Regions from separate parts of the Mus musculus genome. Here region 1 is linked to region 2. A link is a contact called in public HiChIP or PLAC-seq data. All regions are on one chromosome and are shown on one strand. The core of a region is the stretch at or near the end of the contact, and the rest is flanking DNA. Distances in the headings are between cores, read along the strand shown.

What was found. HiChIP or PLAC-seq counts read pairs in DNA pulled down with a chosen protein or histone mark.
Region 1: a FOXA1 HiChIP or PLAC-seq map of pancreatic cancer cells shows a contact between it and region 2. The contact joins two enhancer-like sites. A contact is called at or near these places in 1 of 15 datasets of contacts at CTCF or cohesin (the NIH/3T3 cell line), 2 of 484 Hi-C or Micro-C datasets (bone marrow-derived macrophages and nephron progenitors) and 3 of 115 datasets of contacts at active chromatin or transcription factors (a colorectal cancer cell line, embryonic fibroblasts and pancreatic cancer cells).

The regions. Positions count from the first base shown.
Region 1 is chr1:150,128,735-150,131,632 of GRCm38.p6, forward strand. No RefSeq gene overlaps it. Among named protein-coding and RNA genes, the nearest start is that of Ptgs2, 30 kb to the left of the region's middle. Within about 2 kb of position 1,492, at least 24 of the 459 cell types and tissues checked have an H3K27ac peak or open chromatin away from gene starts, as enhancers often do. A contact at or near this core is called in the NIH/3T3 cell line, a colorectal cancer cell line, embryonic fibroblasts and 1 more, where this site is marked.
Region 2 is chr1:149,845,357-149,848,056 of GRCm38.p6, forward strand. All of the region lies in intron 15 of Pla2g4a (phospholipase A2, group IVA (cytosolic, calcium-dependent)), which reads right to left. Among named protein-coding and RNA genes, the nearest start is that of Pla2g4a, 110 kb to the right of the region's middle. Within about 2 kb of position 1,440, at least 41 of the 459 cell types and tissues checked have an H3K27ac peak or open chromatin away from gene starts, as enhancers often do. A contact at or near this core is called in the NIH/3T3 cell line, a colorectal cancer cell line, embryonic fibroblasts and 1 more, where this site is marked.

The DNA.
Region 1 (2,898 bases), core at 242-2,741, 280 kb after region 2:
GAGTCCTGAAAGGTTGAAAATAGACAAGCTGAGCAGCAGAGACATGAAAGAAAAGAGAATCATGTGGATACTAAAGTAAATATGTATCAATGAAAAACAAAATAGAGTTGAGGATATAGCTCAATTGGTAGAGGGCTTGCCTAACACTCATGTGGTCCTAAGTTAGATCCACAGTTGCATATCAACCAAAGATATCTGTATATGCCTCTAATACCACTAGGTGGGAGGTGGAGACAGGAACATTGAGCCTTTACTACATTAAGCATTCATCAACTTCAGCTGGATGAGATCCTGTCTAAACAAAAGTAGAGTAGTGACAGAAAGAGAGAGGGAGAGAAGGAAGGGAAGGAAGGGGAAAGAGAAGGGAGGGAGAAGGAAGGAAGGGAGGGAGGGAGAAGGAAGGAAGGGAGGGAGGGAGAAAGGGAGGAAGGAAGAAAGGGAGGGAGGGAGGGAGGGAGGGAGGGAGGGAGGGAGGGAGGGAGGGAGGGAGGGAAAGAAGGAAGGAAAGATGGAAAAGGAGGAAGGAGAAAGGAAGAAGGAAGTAATAGAGGAACAGATTGAGAAAAAGAGAGGGGAGGGTGGGAGAAAAGGAAGGAGAGAAAGAAAGAAAAAAGAAGGAAAGAGCAAACATCCTGAAATAGAAATCGTATTAAAGGACATCAGGATAGAGTTGGAGGCCTGGAGCAGTTTTTGTGTCCCAGAACAGGAATTGAACAGAGACACACGAGTGGTAGCAAAAGCAGGAACAATTTGTTAAAAGAATGTACACTTTTGGGCTGCATGACATCTCAGTCATTAAAGTACTTGTGGTACAATAATGAGGACCTGCATTCAGTGTTTAGATGTCACATGAAAAGGCAGATCATGGTAGAACATGCTTGTAATCCCAGTGCTAGAGATCACAGGGCACATGCAGTTCACAAGTGTTGGCTTATCCTAGTTGGTGAGTTCTAGTCCAGATGACAGACTATGTCTCAAAAAACAAGGTAGACAATTCCCAAGCAATGGTACCTGAGTCTGATCTCTGCCCCCTACACATGTGCATTTGTAACCATGTCCAATGTGCAGATGTATACCATCACATATGAACGTACACATACACATAGACTTATACAAAGCAAAAGAAAGAAAAAAGAAAGTTCACTTCTAGATCGTGGGTGGGCAGAGTAGGCTAGAGTAGAGAATTTAACAGTTCAGTTGGCCCCACTGTACAAACAATTGGGGCTTTTATGTCACATTGTGTAAGCTTTGGGGGGGGGCGGCGTATAACATTTACTTTGCTAATAGCTCTTAAATGTCCACACACAATGGATGTTCTAGTGTTGTAATAAATCATGGGTCACCTTCAGACATTCCTGAGCACTTCTGCTCCTGTTCTTAGACTTTGTGTAAGCCTAGCGACCCTCACTCTCCACCCTACTTCCCTGCCTCTGAAATGCTTGGAGCATCAGCAAGGAACCTAGATGGTTAGAATGTGAGTGAGCAAGACAAAACTAGCTACGATGACCTCGAAGTGGATGCTACATACTGAGTCACCCAGAGCACCACAGGACTTACGGATGAATAGATTCTTCCTAAAATTCATGGAAATTCTCCAGAGGATAGACTTCGGATAGAAGTGTGACAAAGAGTAGTTCATGCATGCTAGATCCAGTCACCATTTTGATTGTTGCAAATTATAGGCTGGCTTCTCTTCTATCCTTTTTCTCTACGTTTGTTTTGTTGTTGGTTTTTTTTTTTTCCATTGCATTTGTCTCAGGCTGCCCTGAGATTCTTGATCCGATTGTCTCCATCTTCTGAGTGCCAGAATCCCAGCTGTGCACTTCGTGCTCTCAGTGTAGTGTTGTGTTTGTGAAAAGGTCTTGATGCTTGTGGACTTTACCAGGGGGATTTAGAGAAAAGAATAGAGGAAATCTTCAGGCTGGGATGTGGTCCATTCCCTGTCAGTGAACAAATAAAAGCTTTGGGTTAAAGGCCAATTTTATTTGGCAAACTTTATTGTCGACAGAACGATTTTATTGCCTTAGCTACCTTAGGGCTAATAGTAATATACAGATGGGCTTATGCAAAGTGAGCATGCATTTCCTTTTTCCACCCCGGCTGTGGATTATATTACAAAGCATTCCTGTGATGACTAAAAAGGAAGACTGCTATGAACAAATTATTAATATTCCCTGTTGTGAACTGACTTTCTCTTGTGGAAAGAAGGATAGTTGATGGCATTTCCTGATTACATGTTTGCATCTCCAGGACCAAAAAAAAAAAAATGCACTGCTCTGGTTTTAATAACAAATCCAAAAGGAAAGCTCTGGTGAGCCTCCTGGGATCATATGCTCATGTTGGCTCCATTACTGAGACTATAGAAATGGATGAGTCACGCTGACAGGCCAGGTTCTTACACCCATCCCAGCACTGGGGTAAACGTGCTGTGCCCACTGTCTTTGACACCCTTTTCTTTTTATTCTTTTCTTTTTTTTTCTACAAAGTACTCCTTTTATTTTTTGAGATAAAATTAATTATCTTCCCCTAGCCATTCCTCCTTCCAAACCCTATTATACCCTCCCATTTACCTCTCTTTGCTTTCTTTCATATTCATGACCTCTTTTTTAGTAATTATTGTTACCTACACACACATGATATATATACTCATAAATACAGATACTAAAATATATACACATATACATAAACACACACACATAGCCTGTTTGTTCTGTATGTGTGTAATATGTATGGAGTATGTATATATGTATATTTACATCCTTTTCTTATTCCACTCTTCTGTTTGTTGGTTAATTGGCTTTTGGAGATAGGGTATGGCTTTTTAGCCCAGGGTGCCCTGGAACTTGTGGTTCTCTTGCTTTGGCTCCCAATTGCTGGGATTACATGAACCACCACAAT
Region 2 (2,700 bases), core at 190-2,689:
ACTGGCTGAGGGCAAAACAGTCAGTGAGTGTAGTTGAATGGCTCTCAGCAGCACAGCATCTAGACCCTGTTGGGTAAGGGACAACCTTTCATATTCAAAACCATCAGAGATGCTATTAAAAAGTTACACATTTCCAGAAGACAGGGCCATACGACTACACTATGTCCTCAGTGTATTTGCTCACTTATACAACAAATACTGTTGAGCCTCTCACTATGTCCTATGCTTAAGAGAGAACCTGCATTGGAAGCTTTGATGTATTTATGTCCATGAGAGAGACAACTGAAAATAGTTCAACCTTTTGGGAAAGTAGGAAAGGCAGAAGACAGGCCCAGCTGAGACAGAAACATGCTAATTAGATGATACAAGGCCCCGCTGCCTAGACACGACAGCTACCAGGCACCAAACAGGTGAGGGGGCCTAAAGTCACTGTGGGAATTGTGAGCCACAGGATAGCATGGGGACTAAAGTGTCGCTGCTGTCCCTGACATAACCAGCTCCTGAGCACATCTCTCCTATGCATCACCGTTTTCCATTTCTCAGCGATTTGCTTCCTGACTCTGCAAAATGAAACTGATCACCACTCTCATCTTCACGGTGTAGCTGTGAGGATTAGAGATGAGACATGAAAAACTTGAGTGGACAGCAAGTATTTCAATCTGGTACATCTGAATTCAGAAATCATATAGTTTTCAGTACTGAACTTTACATGCATATGTGTTTATCTATGTATATGGGTATATCCCTAAAGAGAACTGATCAGTCTGTATAATGGTACATTTTTGCACATATTTACTGCTAAGCATTTGGAATTGCGTAAGCAATTAGTGTGCCCTTCCCAGGGGGAGACTACTCTCTACTCATCATTCCTAAGTTGCCAGTAGTTAGTTCTTTCTATAGTGTTCAAGCCCTCCTGGTCTCTCCTCTCAGCCTCAAAAGAGATCACAGAGTGGCATATAGGAGAGTTTGCAGGGAAGGGAAGGGAAGGGGTAATAATTTTTTAAAAATCTCAAAAATTATATAAAATAAGCAATAAAAATCCTAAATATTCAAGGAATCTGAAATTTTTTTTAAAAAAGGCATGAACTTTAAGTTGATCGATTCTCCCAAAATGTACAAAGAAATAAAATCTAAGACAAAGGGGATTCAATACATATGAGAGCAGTTGCTTTTATAAAATGTTTTTGCTGAATATGATTCTGCTTTGCTAAGAAGAAATTGACAGATGTAAAACTTCTTGTTTGAGGTTCTTGAAGACTTTTCTCATTCCTCTTTCCTCCCCCATTGCCGCGTTCCACCAAACTCCTCTTGCTATTTCATGTCTAGCCCTATCCACAGTTATTCATTCCTGATTATTCAACACCACAGTCAGACCAAGGCTCGTACAGTAAGGTACTTGCGTGAGAGACAGGCAAAGCAGCTTTCTAGTGTTTACTAACATGAGTCAGGGAATGACCAAATGATATGTGGCTGTGTGGAGAAAGAAGGAAAGGGAATGAGTTGAGGTAAAGGTCTGGCTATTTTTAGCTGGACAGAGTTATGCTGGGATCAGGAAGTGATGGAAACTTTCCCTTTTCTGCTCCAATCCCAAAGTGGAAAAGATTAAACACCGGTGACTGTAAGGGCCGTGATTACAGGATGGCAAACGTCTCCTTCCTGACGTCTCCTTTCTCTCCAGTAAGACTGAGAAACAATGACACAGACTGTGAGTAAACCCCCCAATTTGAAAGAGTTAAAACAAAAACAACATTTTAGTGAGCTAAAAGGCTTGATTCTCAAATCACAGCATCTGAGAGTCAGTGGCTGCTTGATACCCCAAGATGCTTCACTGTGGTCAACATCTTAAGCTTACATAGTACTAACTGCAAACACAGCTTCTTATCGAATAAAGAATTAGGTACCCTCTTTCAAAGGGATGCTTTCAAAAATGCCCATACTCCTGTTTGAATACCAAATTATAATTGAAAAACAAACAAACAAACAAAAATCTTAAAATAATTTAAAACAGTAGTTCTCAACCTGTGGGTTGTGACCCCTTAGGGAATAGTCTAATAGCCCTTTCACAAGAATTACCAATTAATTAATTTGGACCTACGATATATTTCTCTATACAAAGATATATACATAATAATAAATAGGTTTTCACAACAGAAAATGTTATTTTCATCTGTATGCAAACATAGTATACATATTTTTTACTACCCTATAATTTCCTCATTATTTAAAGCCTATTTTTAAGATTGTGGAGATAGATGACCTAACAGTATATAGATAATTAATGTTTAAAACAATATAATCATTAAAAATACTAAAGGAACTAAGGTAGGATGGACAGACAGAACCACCACTTAGAATTTACTATTGGTTGTTATAGTTACCATCTCTTCTAATAAGGAACTTGCTTTTGTTAGACTTTATGAGCCTCATAATGCAGTTGAGTAGGGGGGATACAAAGCTTGTATAACACTTGGGGCAGTTAGTGCTCCACTAAAATCTGGGTATATGCTTGCAAAAACATCCCTGGGAAAATTAATATTGGGTATATGTGCTGACCACAATGCTCTAACCTCCAGTGACTTAAAGGAGGCCCTAACAGGATTATCCTATAACCTAGCCACCCACCTGTGAATGTGACCTTATTAAAGAAAAGGGTTCTTCAAAAACATATTATCATAATATCATTACTCTGTGTGTGTATGC